3 separate regions of the Sus scrofa genome follow, and all the other regions are linked to region 2. The links are chromatin contacts, called in public HiChIP or PLAC-seq maps. All regions are on one chromosome and are shown on one strand. Each heading gives the region's core, a stretch centred on a gene start, on an enhancer-like site or on the middle of the called end of the contact. The rest is flanking DNA. Distances are from core to core; before and after follow the strand shown.

Evidence for each region. HiChIP or PLAC-seq counts read pairs in DNA pulled down with a chosen protein or histone mark.
Region 1: a contact with region 2 is called in an H3K27ac HiChIP or PLAC-seq map of skeletal muscle, with 4 times the contacts expected there. The contact joins two enhancer-like sites. A contact is called at or near these places in 1 of 47 Hi-C or Micro-C datasets (embryonic fibroblasts) and 1 of 2 datasets of contacts at active chromatin or transcription factors (skeletal muscle).
Region 3: a contact with region 2 is called in an H3K27ac HiChIP or PLAC-seq map of skeletal muscle, with 6 times the contacts expected there. The contact joins two enhancer-like sites. A contact is called at or near these places in 1 of 47 Hi-C or Micro-C datasets (heart right ventricle) and 1 of 2 datasets of contacts at active chromatin or transcription factors (skeletal muscle).

The regions. Positions count from the first base shown.
Region 1 is chr9:136,901,213-136,903,912 of Sscrofa11.1, forward strand. COBL (protein cordon-bleu) reads right to left here. Exons shown (of 16, transcript XM_021063931.1): 8 at 1,708-1,878. Among named protein-coding and RNA genes, the nearest start is that of COBL, 150 kb to the right of the region's middle. Within about 2 kb of position 1,424, at least 1 of the 83 cell types and tissues checked has an H3K27ac peak or open chromatin away from gene starts, as enhancers often do. A contact at or near this core is called in skeletal muscle, where this site is marked.
Region 2 is chr9:136,525,567-136,528,266 of Sscrofa11.1, forward strand. The region is part of intron 7 of DDC (aromatic-L-amino-acid decarboxylase); the gene reads right to left. Among named protein-coding and RNA genes, the nearest start is that of FIGNL1, 39 kb to the left of the region's middle. Within about 2 kb of position 1,400, at least 29 of the 83 cell types and tissues checked have an H3K27ac peak or open chromatin away from gene starts, as enhancers often do. A contact at or near this core is called in skeletal muscle, where this site is marked.
Region 3 is chr9:136,956,433-136,959,132 of Sscrofa11.1, forward strand. All of the region lies in intron 5 of COBL (protein cordon-bleu), which reads right to left. Among named protein-coding and RNA genes, the nearest start is that of COBL, 97 kb to the right of the region's middle. Within about 2 kb of position 1,344, at least 6 of the 83 cell types and tissues checked have an H3K27ac peak or open chromatin away from gene starts, as enhancers often do. A contact at or near this core is called in skeletal muscle, where this site is marked.

The DNA.
Region 1 (2,700 bases), core at 174-2,673, 380 kb after region 2:
CCCCGGGGACACGGACCCAGAGGTGGGGGAGGAGGGGGCCACGCAGCTGGAGGGGAGGGGGGCACAAAGAGGGAGGAAGATCTGCTGAGCCCCCGGGTCCCGGTGCAGACAGAGTAACACTCACGGGCCCGCCCCTGTCCCCTGTGCCTCTGCGCCCTCCCCGCAGGGTCTGCACCGGTGAGGGACCAGAGGGGCGACAAGGATGGCAGGTGAGTCGGGACATTCACAGGGGAGATGAGGGCGTGCAGAGGATGCGCTGGGGCAGGAGAAGCGAAGGGAGCCTGGAGGCCAAAGAAAGCGAGCCTCGTTTGGTTTGCTGTCTATGCAGAAAGTCTCCCAGGCAGGGCTGGGGCGGGGGGGTGGGGGTGGGTGGGCAGGGGCTGGCTCCCCATCCTGCGCAGACACCGCAGCTCCCGCTGCCAAGGGCCACCCTTCACACTCAGCCCTTCCTCTCCCGCTGGTTCCCCAGGAAGGAGCATCTGTGCCGGGGACGACAGCCACAGGAGTGGCCGCTGAACGCTGACTGCCTTGGCGTGTGGGGCTTAAAACCCACTCTCTCTGGAGGTGAAATGGCTCCGGAGTTGTCTAGACCTCCGTTGTTATCTGTCTAATCCACAGTGTTTGAATCCCTGATAAAGTGCATTTGCATTTGGAAGCATGTCCAGCATCGGGATGATCAACCATATTTTAAGGATGGAAAAGAAGTCTTTGTTTAAAAAAGAAAGAAAGAAAACGATAAAATGCCTCAGGATCATTCTGCCTAGAGAAAGCTGGCACGCAGTCCAACAGTTGTCTTCTTGACCCAGAGCGAGTCGCCGTTTCCCGAGACGACAGAGAAAGGTCAGATGGCCAAAAGCGTGAGCTTCCTCACCAGAAGGCTGCGTATCTCAGTGGGCACAGCCGCTCCCTGGGCTGGACGGGGAGTGACTTCCCGCTGCTGGGAAAGTGCCGCCCCGAGTGGTACCCACTTCACAAGGCAGCATCCTTGCCCGGCCCCAGCATCCGAAGGGGAGATGCAGGCAGGCGTGACGTACGGTGGTGTCCTCTGCATGTATATCGCATACAGTTAAATATGTAAAACCGCTACCTGTCTGGAGACCAGAGTGCCATACACGGTGCTAGTTAAAATCCAAAAGGAACCCCTAGAACCAATGAAGGGAGCCTGACCTCAGACGGGGTGTGACAAGAAATAGAAACAAATGAGCCTTGAGTTCTGGCTGTTGCTAGGCTCAGATCAAGCTGTTCCCCTTCTGCAGAACTAATGGTTCAAAGATTCTAATCCCAAGTCCTGTATGTTCGGAGCTGGCCCACGATTTACCGGCGCAGCCAGCACCACCTGTCATCGCTGCGCTGCACCGAGCCGGCTGTGACCATCACCAGGCGTTCTGAGGACAGTTCTCCTCGGGGGAGTGTTTGCTCCTGGCTGATGTCTCCACCCACATGGTACGGTTTCGGCTGAAATGGAGCCGAGATACAAGTGGCTCATGGGTTAGACCACAGCAGGAATGGTTTGGGGGTTAAATCGGTTTTCACAGGCAGCTGCCTGGCACTCAGAGAGCATTCACTGTTAACCGGACACGCCGCGTTGAGCCAGAGCAAGAGGCGCATGCATCCAAAGACAAGAGCGGAAAGTCTGGAAACCAGTCCTGCCACCAGAGACGGGAGAGAGGAGGGCTGGCGCAGAGCGCCGCCCAACAGAGCACGTACGTGTGGGCCTCGGGTCGGAGGCCTCGCAGGCAGCGCCGTCCCCAGGGGAGCCCAGCGGCTCTGCTGCATCTGTGTCAGGAGGCGGGTAGGGCGGGGGCGGGGGGAGCACTAACTGGGGGGGGCCCCGAGCCGCGCCCCTGGGAGGCTTTTGTGGTACCTGCCGTCCAACACCTGCACGGAATCAACAGGGATACTTCAGACGGTCGAGCCCAGAGAGTCTGCCTCCAACAGGAAGACACATCACCATCACTCACCAGAGGCAGGCAACCTGGCACCAAACCAAACCACACCTGGCACCAAATCCATCCTCACCCCAAACCCAATCAAGCGCACACAGTGCCAAATCCAACCACACCCTGCACCAAATTCAGGCTCATTCAGCACCAAATCCAACCACACTCAGCACCAAATCCAACCTCACCAGGCACCAAATCCAGGCTCTCTAGTGCTTGACACCTTATGTGCATAGGTCCCATCCTTGGGCTGATTTGAAAACACCTGCGCAGTTGCCATTTGTTTCTGGGAGGCACAGCTATTTTTTTTAAAATGCTGGGCCCGAAACTGTGGCTAAAGCCCCCGAACCTCTCTGTCAAGTTCAAGGAACCTTTTCTTCAGGTGAGTCTTTTCCAGGTGCACCGGCTTGACTCTTAGCTCATTCTTGTTGCTTCCACCTGTTACCTCTCACGGATCCAGTAACCACCAACTTCGTTTGCTTCTCTAAGCCCTAAACACCATCACCTCTTGTCTGTTGTTTGGGGTGATATTTTCCAACTTCGTTTTGAAGAGGATTCTGAGCCGCAGAAAGCGTGGGGGTGGTACCCCGCTCCTGTCTGCTTCTCAGACCATCCATCGGAGCTGCCCCCTCTGATCTGTTCACACCTTGGGGGTCCATTTTCAATGTGCTACGAAAATGCTTTTCTTTTGCTAATAAAATTGTTGAAAGTCAATGACTTAATATAACAAATAATAGGAGTTACAGATGTCATAAGGAGT
Region 2 (2,700 bases), core at 150-2,649:
CCAAGGGCAGCTACACGGCCAGTGTGAGACAGAGCCCCAGTAAAACCCCGGCGCCAGAGTCTGTGTCTGCTTCCCTGGCAGCGAGGAACCCCACTCTGTGCCTACTGTCACACACTGGGGCTTGGGGGCAGGGGTCTGCCCTTGTGACCTCCCAGGAGAGGACACCCAGGAGCCCCAAGCCTGGACCCCTCCCGGGCATCGCCCCCCAAACACCCGGTAACCATGAGCGTGCTCTCCCTGGGATCATCAGCCCCGAGAGTGGCCCTGGAAGCCCTGAACTTGGAGTGACTGTCAGAAGCAAGGCAGCCTTTGAGGGGCTGGGTGCCCTCTAACCATGTACTTGGCCTAAAGCTCCCGCAGGAGGAACTCACAGGCTCCCGAGGAGAGTGGATTCCCAATGGGCCGCCTCTTTCCACAAGGAGGAAACTGTGGGTACCACCTCCACATCCTGCATCTCATACATGATCAGCCCACAGCACAACCTGCCTCTGGCCCCTTCAAATACTGTGGGCATCTGCAGGGGTCAGGGCATCCCTGAGACCCCAAGGCCAGGGCACAGGAGTCGTATGGCCCCAGGCGAGGTGCACCCAGCACCCAGGCCATCTGGATGGGGAGCTTCCTGATGCGTCCAGAAGGGAAGGGGCTGCCCCCACTGCCTGCAAGTTTCCTGTCGAGGCCTCCATGACAGGGTGGCCAGGCCTCCTGCACCGTCAGTCACATCCCCCCATCAGCCAGCCCGCCCTCCCGCCCTGCCCACCCCCACTCCCTGAAGCTGCTATCCTCAGCCGGCTGCCTTTAACCCCCTGCTTTCTGCTTCTCATCCTCTTCTCAATAAACCTGCCAGGAAATTCCACTGGTCAGTCCAAGGGGACCAGCTGAAACCATCTCTCTAGATAATTGTTTTGAAAGGAACTAGAAAGAAAGTGTCTTTCCTAAAGTAGCAGTTTGAAGAACCCCACCCCCGATGTGCCCCCTTGGTCAAAAGCTGGTGGGTGAAAACTACTCTGAATTATTTTAATGATTTACTCTAATCACGCTACAGAACAGGGTCAGCCCCGGGCTCAGGGTGAAGGATGCTAAATATTTGGTGACAGTCAAGTAAGCAATGTCAGAGGAAGGGACGCAGGTCAAAGGCTCATCCACGGGGCTCATTCGTGGGGCAGCTCTACGGATGGTTACCAACAGCATCATGGGTCGTATATACAGTTGTCAAAATCAACCCGCCACGCCGGCTTCCCTGGCCCCAGAACAGCCTCTGCTTTTGGCCCCAAACACATCCCCCATCCAGCTCGTCCACCACCCCCAGACCTGGGAGCAGAGGGAGCCCCAGGACAGCAGGACAGCCGGCACTGGACGGCAGGGCCATGTGGGCCATGCCCTGCAGGGACCTCACCCTCTAATCCGATAGCCCCAGAGTTACATCAGCCGGCCGCCGGCCAGGACGTCCAGTTCTCGGCTTGACGGCTGAGTCAGACCAGCTCAGAGGCTTGGCTCGTGACCAGGAGTTGCAGCTTGTCACCGCCGCTCAGCCCTTCTCCCCAGCCCCAGCGCCAAGGCCCCGCACCCCTGCCTTCAGCGCCAGCTGCTCAGACAGACACTGCCACGGCCCTAGCAGGGAGCCCGAGACCGTGGGAACAGGCCAGGCCCCACCCAGCCACTTGGCAGCGGCCACCTGCCCCACGTAGCTGCAGCTCCAGGGCCCCTCTCCTTCTGGTCTCGCCCCGTTTCTGCGCATTAACTCAGTGCTCCCAGAATCCGATCATTTACAACTCCAAGTGCTAGTTCCCCTCGGCTCTGCAGGTGGGGACGGAGCTCAGAACCGAAGACACGGGCTTCAGGAGGGACCCAGGCTGCACCACAACGCGTGTGCCAGCGGGCCAGCACCCACGGCTCCGAAGAGGGTCCACACACGGACCCAGGTTAGGAGAGGCAAGAAACCGCTGGGGTCACGCAGACGGACAGTGAGCCAGGCCCCAGGTTCCTGGCACAAGCCACAGTGTGGTCACAGACACCCAGACCCCTCGGGTGACTTCGGTCACCTGTCCCTCCCCGCCCGTGGGCAGCAGCTGTGGGACTGGTCCTCCCCGCCGAGGATGGGGTGGGGGCGGGGGATATGATCTGACGCCCCTGCCTGAGCAAAGGCCTTCCGGCCACACAACCCCTCCCAGTCCACCACGTCCCCAGGGCCGCAGGCTCAAGGTGACACTCCAGGAACACGGCCTCTTATTCCCGGTTCACCTTGGAGTTCTCTGAATTCTGGTCTCTGGGGGAAAGCTCAGTGGTCCGGGGAGGGCGGCGTGAGGCCGGCCCAGCACACACAAGCAGCACACACTCCCCTCGGGAAACACCCTCCACGGATCTGTCACAGGAGGGCATCACTCGACCTCATTCAGTAAAAGTGCCAGGAAGAAAAGATGCTGGAAGGCTCAGTCCAAGGATAGAAAACTCTCCTGCCATCACGTACACGACCCTCTGAGAGTCTGAGGAGTTTATTCTCCTCCGGGGGCCTGTAGCCTCACAACCTGACATCACTAGTCCACGGCTCGGGATACTTTAGTCCCACAAATAGTTTAGCTATCGTCCAATTAGCCCAAACTCGGAGTTTATGGAATTCGAACTAAGGAGGTTTATGTCACCGCAAGTACGAGGAGAGTTGGGCAAACGAACCCACAACGAGTTTAACTACGTGATATGTTACAT
Region 3 (2,700 bases), core at 94-2,593, 430 kb after region 2:
TGAGAACAAGCTGTTGGCAAGAGGCACTTCAGTCAACTCTCCAGGCTCTGGTGAGAGCCGTTTATTCCCATTCTAAGATTTCAGTGCTTTGGTAAAAATTTGTCGCGGCTTTAAAAACTAGGCCTTCCTGAGGTATATGGAGTGATTGGCCAACGGGGACCTGCTGTCCAGCACAGAGAACTCTACCCACTATCCCGCGATCACCCACGTGGGGAAAGAATCGGCGAGAGAGTGGACGTGAGCGCACGTGTGACAGGTCACTCTGTTGTGCAGCAGAAATGGTCACAGCCTCGTAAATCAACTCTACGCCAATAAATCTTAAAACGAAATACAAAATAACATAAAAACAAGTCCTTCCCCTGAGAGTTTCCAGATTCTCATTGGAGAGCATAAGTCACATGAAATCTTTCAAAAATTATTTTTCACGGGCTAACAGGTGTACAGAGAACCTGCGGATCATTTTTCTAAGTGACGTCTTAGGGTTTGTGAACCTTCCACGGTTTGATGGAAGGTTCACATCGGAGCCGCTGGAGTTACAGCGTGTGGAAGAAAGAGCGAATTGAGGGCTTATCAGCTCCGGTACCTGCTGCTGGGGGTGCACTTTAAGGAAACACCAGGGTAACATAAACTGCCTGGAAAGCCATTACACCGTCTCACCCTCTGATTCTTTAAAACCTTTGCAAGTGTCTTTTATAAGGAAAGTCCCCCAAGTGAAAACAGGCTCCGGGGACAGAGATGGCCCTCGCGTTATTCATAACAGTAGGGAAAAGAGGCGACCCGTAACCAAGTCGCAGGGCAGAGTGCGGCAGCTTAGCCGGTGCAGCTTCCAGGGCCTCCCTGGGCCTGGTGCCCGTGCAGCCTCACTTAACCCCTCAGGAGCCTTGGGGGATGCCTGCAAGTCCACAGCACAGCCGGGGAAGCTGGGGCTCTGAGAAAGCCAGCCTCCACGTCCAAGCAAACAGAAACAAAAGCCACGCTTCCCCCTCTTCCTGGAAGATCACAGAACCTTTAAACAACTACTGGGACCACATCGTACCAGAGCAAACTGTACACGACACGAGGCCCCGTGAAACAAGTGTGGATCCGTTGGCCGTTGGGATAAGAAAGGCTCAGGGGACCACAGAGTGAGCGGAAGCTGCGCGGACTGCGGGCTTCCTGTGCGACCCCCCCCACTCCACCTGTAAATCTTCCACGAGCTGTTCATCCCACAATCGTGAACACAAAGCCCGGGAGAAGGCGACCAGCTGCAAAAATCCTTCTTCAAAATACATTTGTAGCACAAACCAGTGCTGCTCCCAAGCAGAGCTCAGCCCCTCGGGACGCGTTTTTCTGCTGTGGGTTTGGGCAGGCTCAGAAACCCTGCGAAGCTTAGCCTCTCCAGTTTCAGCGGCGTCGGCTGTGCTGTGGAAACACGGACCCCTTGTGGCGGGTTTTGGGGGGGCACGCTCTTCATCGCTTCCTCACCCACGTGAGACGTGACTCTCACCAGGCGGGGCAGAGACGCGGGCTCTCCCATGAGCCTGGGGCTCCCGGCGCCAAATTATGGATTTGACTTTAAAACCTGGCTTTTAATAAATTTTTCTAAAAGTGTCCCATTACTGATGGGCATCCCTCTAAATGCGGGCTGGGCTCCGGTATGGCCTCCACCTTCAGCAGGGCCACAACCTGGACTCTGAATGCTTATTCAGGCTTTAGAAAGAGAATCCCCTCGGAACACAGTGAGCAACTCCTAGCAAGATGGAATATTCCAGACTTGCCTAAACAGGGGGGAAATGGCACCAGATGATTTTTATTAAATTGAGGCAATACTTTTAAAACCATTCACCAGAAGACCTTTTAACTAAGAAGCGATATAATGGTATCTGATGGGGCTTTTTTTTTTTTAATGACTGCACCCACGGCTTATGGAAGTTTCTGGGTCAGGATATTGAATCTGAGGGACAGCTGCGACCTATGCCACAGCCAGATCCTTAATCCACTGAGCAGGGCTGGGGACTGACCCCCGCGGGCACCTCTGCAGCGACCCGAGCTGCTACCACCAGATTCTTAACCCACTGCACCACGGTGGGAACGCCTGGATAATTTTTTTAAAGCAGATCTCTTTTTTTCTGACTCCTCAGGTTACAGGGGTCGGGAACCAGGTACGCTTCCTCGAGGAAGAACAAACAACAGTGTCTGGACGGTTTCTAGCAGCGCTCTGACCCGGCCACTCCCCGTCTCGGAAGCCTCCCGAAGGCCGGTCGAGCTCGGCAACTGCGCGTCACTAAGAGGATGCTGCAGACGGGCGCTGTTATGCCCACGACACACACAAGGAACGCGGACACAGAGAGAGGTCCCCTCTGCCGCCTGGGGATGCAAGCTCAGCTCCTCCCCGAGGGGCAGACGCGGGCCCTCGGCGAGGGGTCGGTGGCACGAGGAGATTTAGGATGACGGGAGTGGTGCCTGAGCCCCAACACGCTCGACGGAGAAGAACATGCCATCGGATGTTAACAAGACCTTTCGGACACAAAGAAATATAAACACAGACACGAGACACGTGGATAAACCTTAATAGATGGAGGGGAACAGCCGCTTGGCCCCTGGAAGCTGGAAGTTCCGTGTCTGTACGAAGGGCTGCTCTCCCTTTGCAGTGTTGTGGGGGGACCCGCGAGGCCGTGTGACGAAGCACCAGCCTGACACGGGCGGGCAGGTGGCGGCAGC